Linked DNA regions of Hordeum vulgare: region 1 is linked to region 2. A link is a contact called in public Hi-C data. All regions are on one chromosome and are shown on one strand. The core of a region is the stretch at or near the end of the contact, and the rest is flanking DNA. Distances in the headings are between cores, read along the strand shown. Region 1 has its middle 23 kb from the start of LOC123440178. Region 2 has its middle 170 kb from the start of LOC123440176.

Region 1 (7,115 bases), core at 4,210-6,709, 490 kb after region 2:
AGACTAAGTTCATGACAATTAAGTTCATTTAATCAAATTAAGTATGAACTCCCACTTAAATCGACATCCCTCTAGTCATCTAAGTGATACATGATCCATGTTGACTAACCCGTGTCCGATCATCACGTGAGACGGACTAGTCACCATGGTGAGCAACTTCATGCTGATCGTATTCAACCATACGACTCATGTTTGACCTTTCGGTCTCTTGTATTTGAGGTCATGTTTGTACATGCTAAGCTCGTCGAGTCAACCTAGGTGTTTCGCGTGTGTAAATCTGGCTTACACCCGTTGTATGCGAACGTTAGAATCTATCACACCCGATCATCACGTGGTGCTTCGAGACAACGATCCTTCGCAACGGTGCACACTTCGGGGGATATGTTCTCGAAATTTTAAGAGGGATCATCTTATTATGCTACCGTCGTTCTAAGCAATAAGATGAAAAACATGATAAACATCACAATGCAATCATATAGTGACATGATATGGCCATTATCATCTTTCCTCTTTTGATCTCCATCTTCACGCATCGCATAATCATCATTGTCACCGGCGTGACACCATGATCTCCATCATCGTGTCTCCGTGAAGTCGTCACGCCAACTAGTACTATCACTACTACTATAGCTAACCGTTAGCAATGAAGTAAAAGTAGTAAGCACATGGCGTTGCATCTCATACAATAAATTAAGACAACTCCTATGGCTCCTGCCGGTTGTCATACTCATCGACATGCAAGTCGTGAAACCTATTACAATAACATGATCATCTCATACATCATACATGCAACATCACAACTTTGGCCATATCACATCACATGTCAAACCCTGCAAAAACAAGTTAGACGTCCTCTAATTGTTGTTGCAAGTTTTACGTGGCTGGTTTGGGTTTCTAGCAAGAACGCTTTCTTACCTACATGACAGCCACAACGATGATATGCCAAAGCTATTTACCCTTCATAAGGACCCTTTTCATCAAATCCAATCTGACTAGAGTAGGAGAGACAGACACCCGCTAGCCACCTTTATTCATGGTGTGCATGTCTGTCGGTGGAACCAGTCTCACGTAAGCGTACGTGTAATGTCGGTCCGGGCCGCTTCATCCCACAATACCGCCGGAAAAGAATAAGAATGGTAGCGCAAGCAATTGACAAATCATCACCCACAACCTTTTGTGTTCTACTCGTGCATAGAATCTACGCATAGAAAACCTGGCTCGGATGCCACTATTGGGTAACGTAGCATAAATTCAAATAAATTCCTACACATATTCAGATCTTCCTATGGAGAGACCAGCAACGAGAGAGGGATGAGTGCATCTTCATACCTTTGAAGATTGCTAAGCGGAAGCGTTGCTAGAACGCGGTTGATGGAGTCGTACTCGCGGTGATTCAGATCGCGGTGTGATTCCAATCTAGTGCCGAACCACGGCACCTCCGCGTTCAACACACGTGCAGCCCGGTGACGTCTCCCGCACCTTGATCCAGCAAGGAGGAGGGAGAGATTGGGGAAGATCTCCGGCAGCACGATGGCGTGGTGTCGATGGAGAGACGAGGTCTCCCGGCAGGGCTTCGCCAAGTACCGGCAGAGAGGAGGAGAAGGAAGAGCAGGGTTGCGCCGAGGGAGAGGAAGATTGGTGTCTCCAACAGCCCAAAGTGCCCAATATATATAGGGGGGGAGGGGCTGCGCCCCCTTGAGGGTTTCCCTCTCCTGGGAGGGGCGGCAGCCCCAGATGGGGGGGAAGGTGCGGTGGCGAGGAGGGGAGGAGGGGTGGCGCACCCTTCTGGTGGGCCTTTGGCCCACCTGCGCTAGGGTTCCCCCTCCCCCTCTCCCCTCTTCTTGCGTCATGGGCTAAGTCTGGGGGGCGCACCAGCCCACCTAGGGGCTGGGTCCCTCCCGCACTTGGCCCATCTCGCCTCCCGGGGTGGTGGCCCCCTTCCGGTGGACCCACAGGGCCACTTCCTGGTGGTCCCGGTACGTTACCGGCGAAGCCTGAAACACTTCCGGTGTCCAAAACCATCCGTCCTATATATCAATCTTTACCTCCGGACCATTCCGGAGCTCCTCGTGACATCCGGGATCTCATCCGGGACTCCGAGCAACTTTCGATAACCTCGTATAACAATTCCCTATAACCCTAGCGTCATCGAACCTTAAGTGTGTAGACCCTACGGGTTCGGGAGACAGGCAGACATGACCGAGACACCTCTCCGGCCAATAACCATCAGCGGGGTCTGGATACCCATGGTGGCTCGCACTTGCTCCATCATGATCTCATTGGATGAACCACGATGTCAAGGATTCAATCAATCCCATATACAATTCCCTTTGTCTGTCGGTATAGAACTTGCCCGAGATTCGATCGTCGGTATACCTATACCTTGTTCAATCTCATTACCGGTAAGTCTCTTTACTCGTTCCGTAGCACGTCATCGTGTGACTAACTCCTTAGTCACATTGAGCTCATGATGATGTTCTACCGAGTGGGCCCAGAGATACCTCTCCGTCACGCGGAGTGACAAATCCCGATCTCGATTCATACCAACCCAACATACACTTTCAGAGGTACCCGTAGTGCACCTTTATAGTCACCCAGTTACGTTGTGACGTTTTATACACCCAAAGCACTCCCACGGTATCCGGGAGTTGCACAATCTCATAGTTGAAGGAAAAGACACTTGACATTAGAAAAGCTTTAGCATACGAACAATACGATCTAGTGCTATGCTTAGGATTGGGTTTTGTCCATCACATCATTCTCCCAATGATGTGATCCCGGTATCAATGACATCTAATGCCCATGACCAGGAAACCATGATCATCTATTGACTAACGAGCTAGCCAACTAGAGGCTTGCTAGGGACACATTGTGATCTATTTATTCAGACATGTATTAATGTTTCCTGTTAATACAATTATAGCATGAACAATAGACGATTATCATGAACAAGGAAATATGATAATAACCATTTTATTATTACCTCTAGGGCATATTTCCAACATGTTAGGCCACTGCTGTCTTCAACATCTCAATGGCGTTCTGAGCTTCAATTTCCACCGGGGTGTTTCCGTGTATAGGGAGCGCCTCGAGGTTACGTGTTGCAACCAACATATTGTCAATAGGATTAGAAAAACGACCCTGTGGTGTGTGAAACCGTTGTGGTGACGCCTCAGCCGGCTGAGCCTGAGCCGCTCGTGGCAGTGCTGGTTGTCCGTGACCAGGTGGTGGGTTGTGTGCAGCACCCGGGGTGCGGGGACTAGCAATAGGTGCGTCGGTTTTACGTATGGTGGTAACTGAGATTGATGCCTCCTTAGGTGAACTGCCTCGTTGGCCTCTTGTCAAAGTCCAAGCCGCCACGCCTCTGCTCGTAAACGTTCTGACTCGTCATAGATTCGACTCTCCGTATCTACCATCCAAACATTTTCAGCGTCGATCTCTTTCTGGATCTTGACCATCTTTGTGCGATGTCTTGCTAGTTCCGCATTACGCTCTTCCCGGTTCTCCTCGGTGATTGTATCCTCCAAGAGTTTAGTCATCTCGGTCACCAGGTCGCTCATGGCTTGAGCCGGCGTTTTGCTCGATCCGCCAGCCCCATTGAGGGCTCCTACCGCGGATGGACCTAGTGCAGGCGCGCCTCCAGCCATGTAAATAATGACTTGTCGAGGCGGATCGTCTGGCTCCCCGACAACTTCTTCCTCCGGAGCTCCTCCAAGTTCATGACCGAGGGGAAAGATGGATCCAGTGTCTCCTATGAAAGACTCGTCAGTTTGATTGTAGTTGTCGAGGATGCTCTCACTGCTCGCCGGTTCATCCGCAAGGCTGAGCCCGTGGGTGAATCCGATGAAGACGTGATGACGACCAGCTTGAAATCGATCGCACCAAGTTGGATCGTTGATGGTGGTGTGGATGTCCGACCCGAGCACCGTTGCGTAGATCTGATCAAAGGGGATCTGTGGATTAGTTTCTGCTAAGCCGACCTTAATGCCCCAACCTGCATTGTCGATGTAGCGATCGTTGCGGCGACTCTTGATCATCATAGCCAACACGCGACTCCCAAATCCCGGAAGAGCTCCCTCCGAGAACTCAACTCCACTTTGTGACAGCCCCATGGGGACGAGAGGCGGATTTACCCAGGTGGACTCCCAATTGTCGTGATTTTGTCACGGCAGATGTCCTCGTGAATGAACTTAGTGGTGAGGCCATCGTCGCGGTGTGGCGACTCGAAGGGGTTGATTGGGGACGAGAGGCGGATTTACCCAGGTTCGGCCCCTCCAATGAATGTAAAAGCCTACGTCCTGCTTTGTGTTGTATTGATGGGAATATCGATTACAAGGATGCAGAATCGCTAACCTAGCTCTAGGGCTTTCTTACTTGATCTTTCTGACTTGTGGTTTCTCCTTTATATATAGGTAGAAGCCCCAAGTTTACAACAAAGTTTGGGTCAAATAACACCTGCGTCCTACTACAAATCTACCTTATCTTTCTTTCCATGTGAGAAAAACTTCTCGCGTCTCTTGCCCTCTACGTCTTTGAGCCGCCGCCTTCTGGTGATGTGCCGCTTAGTGGCTTGTCGACTAAGTCATCTGGCCCATCTTCTCATGTCGTCCATGCGGCTTGACCCAGCCCCATAAAACTGGCTAAATCCTGGGGTTATATTCCCGAGAAGGAGGATATGAGGACTCGCCGATGCACCCGATCAATCCACCACGCAGGACGCAGTCGCATTTCGGATCATCTTTTTCTTTTCTTTATTCACTCTTTTCTTTCTTTCGTTTTTCTTTTCATCAATCACGTGCAAGTGATCGGACATATCAGAAAAAAAGAGGAATGTGGCTACGCGGACGGAAAATAAAGAATACGTCCGTCATTGACCGGACGCGTGTGCGGGCGTTTAGGAAATCATTTTTTAACATAGTACAAACGCAAGTACTCATATACACACGCATACATTCATCCCTATGAACGCACACGCACCCTACCCCTATGAGCACCTCCGAGAGACTAAGCCGGCATATCATCTTGAGATTTACGAAGTCACCGTAGGCGTCTCGTCGTGGCATATCATCTTGAGATTTACAAAGTCACCGTAGGCGCCTCGTCGTCGACGGGAACGTCTGCTTCCACTGAAAGCGTATCGCCGAAAATCCTGATGCAAGCAGGAGGATTCGAACCCTGATGGGCTGGGGATATCACTGTCCCTCTAACCATCCAACCACAAGGTTGTTTGCAAGAGATCATATTGCACTGTAGTGTGTAGTGTCCGGGTGTGTAGTGTGTAGTGTCCGGGTGTAGAAGCTCTAAGGCCGATGCTGCTAGGAGGAGCTTGTGGGACTACCGCACGTGGGACTTTGATAGTGAACGGGACGGACAGTTACGTTCGTGTGCAAGTAACGGGATGCAACCGTGGGCCTCCCCCGTTGCACTTTGAATGCTGTGATGGCGAGGTTGGATACCGTGGGCTGCTTCACTCGTCGCGTATCCGTGTGTCCGCTGAGCCGTCTGCCCCGTTACGGCTTGCCAGGGACCGTCTTGGACCGCATCTGATCTTATCGCCTGATCTTATCGATAGCTCCCGCTATCTCCGGACACAACAACGACGTGCATGTGTGAGTTGAGGGAGGTGCTAATGTGCTATGTACCGCTTCCTGCGACCAGGACGCTCGCGTCGCGTGCTTCACTAGGCGAACGTCCCAGCGCGTGGGGTGGGCTAGCCTAGTAGCACATCGGATCTCTAGCAAAAAAAAGTAGACTAAGCACGGAAATGTAGCCTACTGTACGTAGTACGATTTGTGATTTTATTTTCCCCTTTCATTTGTTTTTCTTTGTCTCAATCAGGTATAGTTTCTCTTCTAGTTTTCATTTGCCTTTTTTTACTTTTTCCTCTTTTATAGTTTTTGGTACTATGAAAAAAAAATCTAATATGTCGTGAACAATTTTCAAAATGCACACAAAATATTTTCTAATATACGGTGAAGTTGTTTCAAACACACATTGAACAGTATTTTAATATAGGGTGATCATATTTAATATACGGTGAACATTTTTTCCATATACGCACTGAATACAATTTAAGTATACAATGATCATTATTTATATACGGTGAATGTTTCTTCAATTTATGGTGAATAGTATTTTAACATATAGTGAACTTTTTTCTAATACACTCTGAGCTTTTTTTAAAATGCACGTTCAACATTTTTTTTGGAAAAATATATGAAAGAGAAGAATAGAAAATTAGAAAAAACCAAAGAACCGGGCTAAGAAACACAGAAAATAAATGTTTGCGAATTCGAACAATGTTAATGAATTCAAATAGATGTTCAAAAAATTGCAATTAAAACAGAAAAGACGAAATAGGAAATAAAATAAAATCAAAAAGAGAAAAAGTAAAATAAGAAACGACCATAAAGAAACAAGGAAACGAAGAAAATGTAAAAAAAATAACTATCACCATCTGGAAGCTACACAAAGCATGGAAATTACCAAAACCGATGGAAAATCATTCGTCTATATGCTTACGTGGGCATCACCCACGTCCACTTACGGGGGCTATCGCAGGATATGTGTCGCGTCCGGCGTTGCATATCAATTAGGTATATGTCCCATACATTTATTTGGGCACTGGTATATAACGCTTTTTGTGAGTAATAAGACACGTCGCCCGTGATTCGGGAGCTATTTTCTTCTCATAAACACTGTTTATAGATAATGATGATATCCTGTGAAGTGACGCATTACACACATGCTATGGTTACAAATGACGTGATTAAAGGACATGTCGGTTAATATGAAGAGACAGGGAACTGGGGCGTCTCTTTGGTGAGGAAACAGTACATGCACATCGGTCTGAAAAAGCAGGGATTTCCTTTAATTAAATTAATTAATTAAGTCCTAAAACTCCACCTCCCTAATATCCGCTTCAATTATTCTATACAACATTGTCATCTTGAGAAGCCTCCTCCAAAAACCATGTACGAAAAATATGCTCAGATGTATGCAACGTGCCACAAAAAATCTTTTCAAAAACATAGTGGGAAGATAAGGAAAAAATACCATATCCTAATGCTTGCATTACTATTGCATCATAAAAAACCTTCCACGAGAAACCATTC
Region 2 (6,952 bases), core at 2,773-5,272:
GCGGGCGTGGCAGCAGGCTTCTTCCGCGTCGCGAGCTTCTTCCGCTGCTTGGCCACGGCGGAGGACTCGCCGACGGCCTTGGAGGCAGCCCCTCGCGGCCCACGGGAAGCCGGGGCGGTGGCAGGGGCGGGAGTGGCGGCCGGGGCTGGCGCGGACGGAGGCGGTGGCAGGCCTGCCCGCCGCCGCTTGGCCCCGACGGTGGCGGGGGCGACCGGGGCTGGCGCTGCGGCGGCCGTGGCGGGGATGGGGCCGGCAGGGGCGGGCGCGGCCGGGGCCGGGGCGGGCGCGGCCGGGGCCGGGGCGGGCGCATCGGCGGCCGGGGCGGGCGCTGCAGCCGCGGCCGGGGCGGGGACGGGGCCGGCAGGGGCGGGCGCGGCCGGGGCCGGGGCGGGCGCGGCGGCGGCGGGGGGCTCCATGGCGGCGGCGGGGGCGAGGCGGGCGCGAGGAAGGCGACGGCTGGAGACGGGAGCGGGATGAAAATCCCTCCCGCGCTGGAGCTGAAGTGGAGTGCGGGTTGGGAGGAGAAACTCCTCCCAACCCTCACTTCTACAGGCTCAAAATTAGTTTGAGGGTCGGACCTCTAAAAATATTTACGGGTTTAAGGGTTTAAGGGTTCTAGTCTACGCCGTTTTTGGGACGAAAACTGTAAAAAAGCGGTTATTTTTAAGGGTTTGTGGGTTCGAGGGTTCTACTAGAGATGCTCTCACACCCCCACATACTCGGTCCGGTCCTTTACCCATGATTTCTCATTTCTCATCATGTTTCTGGTCGTCTGTATCTCAAATCCATCGCCCCGTCATCGATCCGCGAGATGTGGAACACCGACCGGCGCGACGACTATGACCCCGAGCGGAGGTCCTGCGTCAAAGCCGACGCGACGCGGAAGTGGTCACCCGTACGACACTCGAGAGAGCGCACGCGGGGCCGGAACGACGGACCGGTGGCGTCGTCGGCCGAGTGGACTTCCTCCTCCCCCCGCCCCCCGGTGGATGGAGACGCGATTTTAGCAGCGATGCTCACATGCAGTGCACGGGAGGAGGAAGAGGAGCGGTAACACTGCCGAAGGGAGGAGAAAATCAAGGCCGAAGTAGGGCCTTGCATCGGCCCTCGCATTCGACGAGAAGGAAGAGGAGTGGCGCCGCGAGGCTGCTAACCAGGAGAGGATTTTCATCAACCTCACCTCCGACTCCGACTCCGATTGAACGCGATCGCTGGGCGTCGGTAAGCTTGATAGTCAGCTACCGCATCATATGAGCTCAAGCGAGCTTGATTTTACCTATTTCTAGGGTAGGACAGCTCCAACGAGCTTGATTTTACCTAGTTCTAGGGTAGAACAACTTCAGCGAGCTTTTTATGTAAAATATGTATGATATGTATGAACGACCTGCCCCTATGTATGAACGATCTGCCCGCTTTTACGTTATAATTTGTCACGCGATTTTTTTCTTCAAATTTTACAATTTCGGTTATGGTTCCTGTTCGGTAATGGCTATTTTAAACCAGCACCGACGCTGTTGTGCAAACTTTAAACGCGTCGGCGGCGTCGCGGAATACGGGGTATGCTAGAGTTGTTCTAATCAAAGGCGGATGTTAAATGTGGTAACCTTTGGTGTAGGGCCAACTGTCCTTCATGAAATACCAACTGAGTCGCCGAAAGCAAACTGGAGAATATTGTTAATGGAGTTGCCTAGAGGAAACTAAAGTAATCTCGCCCATCACTTTGGGAACTGCTCATGCATGCTTGATGGAGACTCAAAAGGCCAAAAAGTACTCAAACTAGCAATTGCTCAACTGTTAATGTTAGGGAAAAACAGTACCCCTAGCTAAACATTCTTAGCTTTATTTTGTTATAAAAAAAAGACATCATCATGGTTCAATCAACTTCAACAGAGTCGACGCCCTGAACATACGTACCACACGATTTGACCTCAGATGTCACAGCTAGCGTGTAGTGGTACGTCAGTTGCCTACCGAAATAGCCAAGCCATCCATCCATCCATCCATCCATCCATCCCCGAGAGAAACAAGATACGCAGTAGGAACGAGATGATGCAGGTGGCGGTATTGGAGTTCATCAAGCTCGTCACCTGCAGCCTGCATTGTCCTGTACATCAATTAAGTTGTCCATCAAGGTAGGACACCCATCACGCAGCTGCACGCCCTGTTTCCTTGCGGCCTCGTACCGGCTCGAGAGGGACTGCCACTAACCACGGACGGGCGTGCGTGCACGCGCGGCGTCTTCAATTCCCGGACGACACCAACTCCTGGCGGTCACAGCCGCGCGCGCACGGCTGGACGACACAGGCCGCTCGCGCGCCGTGCGCCGGGTCGCCGTGAGCAGTGGTCTGATGGCGCCGGCCGCGCCGCTGTCCGCGGTCGACGGCGACCGCTGCGCCGGGACACGGCGGCAGCGGCGCTTTCCGCCGGGGCCGCGTGCGCCCTCTCGACGGCGACGTGGATTGCTCCGTCCCAACCATACGTGACGGCGATGTCCAGAGGGACGCATGCATGAATCTCCTCTGTTTCTCTGCACACACACACATCAGTTGTGCACTCGCGCGTGGTCGCATGGCCACACGATCTAGGGCAATCCTTCATCGGGACTTTAGGGATTCCGAAACTTTCTGGCTTTCAGTTTGTTGTCGGGGAATTAACCAGGCTAAACGCGGATATTTGGCAGCAATACAAACTGTCAAGGACCAATGAATCGACAACCCCAAGGAAAACAATAACACCTGAATGATTAACCACTAAGTGAATGAATCCGCATGGCATGATTACCTTTGATGCAACCACCATTTATTTCCGGAGAAACATGAGATACTGTACTAGCATAGTGTGGGATATAATAGTAGGACCTAATTATGGCCTGTGATGGTGAAAAGTTTCAAATGCCCTAAAGGTGAAAGGAAAAGAACCATTGTGGTGCTTAAATATTTGCTATTGTCATCTTGCGTGTAATCTATTGCCCCCCACACTTAGCCCATGCGTGTTTGTCTCTTGTGACCGAATTCAAGAACACCTCTTTCCACTCCCACTCACAAAAGAAGCAAGGGTCCTCCCCGGGAAAGAGAAGAAAAGCAAGGGCAGGTGACACGATTACTACAATTCAAGAACGGTTCCATACGGATATACTAATAATTAGCAAAGAAGCTGCATTACTTTATAATTTCTTTAGGGCCGCCAGTTAATCATGCACATCAATCATATTAGTGGGCCGGACTTCCTTTTAGAACTCTAGTAGTACGTGCATGCATAGTCTATGGAGCACTGGCCTATCTTGAATTCGCCTATCTTCGCATCACTTGTTTATTTTGTATTAGTAGCAAAGAAGATTGGACGTACCCGCGATGGAAAATTGGGCGTACGGCGCCGAGCTCTTGACTAGACATGGGCAATTTGATCTAGATGTTCTCAAAGGGAATTGTTTAATTGTTCAGTGGACTTAGATTCAAGGGACATATTTATCGATTGCATGTTAACTGAGGGGAATACAAGTTGCTGTTTTGAAGAAGAAGAAAAAGAGAGGAGGTGACACGATTGTGAAGCGAAATGGCCTTTTGCTACGTTCGGGAGTAGTAGTAGTACTAGGCTCGTTGTGTAGTCGCATCTGATGGATGAAGGTTGGACAGAGGCGACCCCACACTCCGTCGCTCATCATGTCAGCTAGGCAGAGCACCACCTGAATCCGAGAATTTTATGATGCCGCTGCTGCTGCGTGTACGTCGTCCACTTCCCGTAGCATCAACTCTAGTAACACGAGACGTGACCCCGCCGCTCGAGAAACCTACGATCTTCCGTACTAGTTGCCCGTAAAACCAAACAGATGCTGAGCAAAAGTTGAGAACCACTAATATCCCGTGAGAAGTCAGCTGCACAAGATACCGGCAGCACTGCATGCATGCATGCATGCCGCCGGGATCCCGGTTTCACCGATATTATCACAGGGGCAGCCCCACTGGGACGGAACGGGGGCGCGCACGGGCGTAGCATTAAACCCCGTTGGCCACTAGCGCCCCCCGAAATCCCGTCGAGCTAGTAGTATCTCTGATGGTGACCGCCACCCCTGCTGCACGTGAACCGCTCTCACGTCGGTCAAGCGGCAGTGGCGGCACAAGCGCAACAGCGGCGTACGTGCGCGCGGTGCGGCGTAGCGCACGTCGGGCGTGGCGAAGGCGCGCGCGGCACGGCGGGGGATCCGGTGCTCGGCATGGCAGCAGTCAAATCCGGGCATGTGGGCGGTGGGTGGCTGCATCTGCGTGGGGTTGCGGTGACCCGCACGTCTCGCCCGCACGGTTGGGTTTCGATGGCGACGTCGCACCCTTCCTCTGTTGACGTGCATCGCTTGTTTGGGGGCAATATTGTTGATTGGGGTTGATGGTCACACCATTCACGCGAAAATTCGCGAGGCACGCACTGCGGAAACGTCTGCTGCCGTCCGTCTGTGCCTGCTCCGTACCTTTATTTGGGCAGAAAATGGCTGGAAAATGGATGGAAATTGTTAACCCTTAAAACAGTATAGATGTTTATTTTGGTATAAATTCGTCTGTCTATATGTCCGGATCCTACATCCCCGTTTTGTTACAAACCCTGTTTCACGAGTTCCGACCACTCTTAATCTTCTTCTTTCTTTATGTTATTTCAGCTTTGTTTTCTCATCTTCTTTTATCTTCCTTTCTCTTCTGTTCATTTTTTCCCGTTTACTTGATCTTCATTCATTCCTTCGCGCTCCCCTATGTGTTGTTTGTTTGATGGATTGCTCTTTCTAACATGTTATGTTCTCTTGCCTCGTATATGTATCATTCTCTTCTTCGACACTTGCTTCCTTCTATTGTTAAATATTGGTTTGTGAAAACATTTTGATACAATAGTTATGATTTTTTTCCTTAGCAGATATGATTTCGATTATTTTGTTCAAAGTGCACTGCCTTTTCTATTATCTGATTTCATTTTGATTGCTAACATCTTTTTCTGTTGTACGATAGGGATATCTTTCGTCATGAAACTTCGTCTTTGCATTAAGTTTTTTTCCCTTGGAACTTGTGCCTATTGTTGAATAAATAGATATGTTTTGATTAAACTAATTTAGGAAATAATCATGATCATGACATTGACAATATTACTGACATACATACTTCATTAGTATGTACTACGCATATAATAAAGACATCTACGCATATATCTAGTACTGTTAAAATAAAAATTAATAAAAACGGGATAACATGTTATACCCTTCAATAGGCTAGTTTGCCGTAGCCGCGACAGTGGCGGTTGCAACATCCCCGGCCGCCTTCTTATCGACTTAGAGTTTCTCGACGATGATGGCGTCGTTGGGGAAGACATGTGATGACGAAGACGACGCAAACATAGAGAAAGCACATGAACGGGGGTGAGAGGAGTCGCGTAGTCGCTCCCCAAAAACCTAATCGTCCCTCTCGCGTATAGGATCTAGAGAAGCGCGGTTTTAGAGGCTTGCTCTCCTGTCAACCGTGTACAGGGGTGAACGGAGTGGAGTTGCCGACGACAGTAGCAGCAAGAGGAACGAGTTCGCGTGAAGCAGATGTGATTTGTTCGTGGCGGCTAGGGTTGGCTGAGACCTCACGTATTTATATGCGTGTCCGGGTGGAGAAACTTGGGACGGACCCACACCCGAGTAGGCAACAACCCACGATTCGACGTCTCAGATCATGGCGCGTCCGTTACGGACTCTCCGTTCCTGGTGAGCAAAAATAAGCGTGTAGGTATGTCCTCGGCTTGGTTCAATCCCGCGGCGCGTCGTGACGAGGCGGGCGACGAAGGAGTAGTGCGTGGGGGTCCCTTCTCTTCTCAAGCTCCAATAACATGTTGAATAGAAACCATTATAAGGGGTCTAACTCTTTCTCCACTAGCGGGGTGGGACTAAAGTTTCCATCACTCTGCCATATAACCCACATGGACCCTTGTAGATTTTCCGAAATTATTATATGGGCCCTAGGCCCATCTCATATTTCAACAATCCCCCATCAGATCTCAAGGCCCCATTATGTCCTTTGTTCCAGTCACTGTTTTGATATACCAGCATTTCAGTGAAGACTTGTTAAGGTTGAGCTTCACCTAGAGCATGCTACACTCCTTCACAACTGAACAACGGACAATGCCTTGAATTGTCTGTTTGGCATAAAGAAGTTTCACCACATGTCTTACTAGTACTAGGTTGTCGAAGGCTCACCCTCGGGTGGAGCATATTGATCACACTCTTGGCCTATTCATGAGATTACTAGAGATCACCCCCAATCTTATAGACTGTGACCAACAGTCAGGCTCATATAGATGTGTTCCTCCAAAGACCACTCTATAGGACATCATCTTCCTTACATATAAGCTTTAGAACACATTAAGGGAGTAGTCATCCTATCATACAATATCCGAGAGTATTGCATCTCCAACGGAGTGGGTTAGTAGAAATACTCTCATCAGCTCATCACTCGCTTGTTTTCATGGGTCCTACTTCACGGGATCTCCGATCACATAGGTTGGGTTACCACCATGGCAACTCATGTGGGTCTCATACCCATCTCCCTTGATGCATTATCTATCACAACATGTGACAGCCCTTAGGGAAAGGGATCAGCCATATTCTTAGCCGTTTGGATATAATCCAACACTATCACTCCAAAGTTTCTTAAATGTGTCGCAACTTTCAATCTTATTCTTTTATGTTTGTTGGACTTCATGTTGTCCTTTGAACTCTTTACTTTGACAATAACTGTTTGATTCTCGTAGTTCATAAGGATAGCCGAAACCGACTTCTCAACCACTCGCAAGTCCATTAAAAGTTCTTGAAGAAATTCTGGTTCGACACCAGATGTGTCTAATGTTGTTAATTCTGCTTCCATTGTTGATCTCGTTAAGATCGTTTGATTGCAATACTTCCAAGAAACATCACCACCTCCAGGGGTAAACACATACCTAG

Evidence for each region. Hi-C and Micro-C count contacts between places; a contact is called where the count stands out from the background.
Region 1: a Hi-C map of seedling shows a contact between it and region 2, with 6 times the contacts expected there. The contact joins two enhancer-like sites. A contact is called at or near these places in 2 of 6 Hi-C or Micro-C datasets (leaf and seedling).

Annotation. Positions count from the first base shown.
Region 1 is chr3H:464,902,617-464,909,731 of MorexV3_pseudomolecules_assembly, forward strand. No RefSeq gene overlaps it. Among protein-coding and RNA genes, the nearest start is that of LOC123440178, 23 kb to the right of the region's middle. Within about 2 kb of position 5,460, at least 3 of the 3 cell types and tissues checked have open chromatin away from gene starts, as enhancers often do. A contact at or near this core is called in leaf and seedling, where this site is marked.
Region 2 is chr3H:464,416,314-464,423,265 of MorexV3_pseudomolecules_assembly, forward strand. No RefSeq gene overlaps it. Among protein-coding and RNA genes, the nearest start is that of LOC123440176, 170 kb to the left of the region's middle. Within about 2 kb of position 4,023, at least 3 of the 3 cell types and tissues checked have open chromatin away from gene starts, as enhancers often do. A contact at or near this core is called in leaf and seedling, where this site is marked.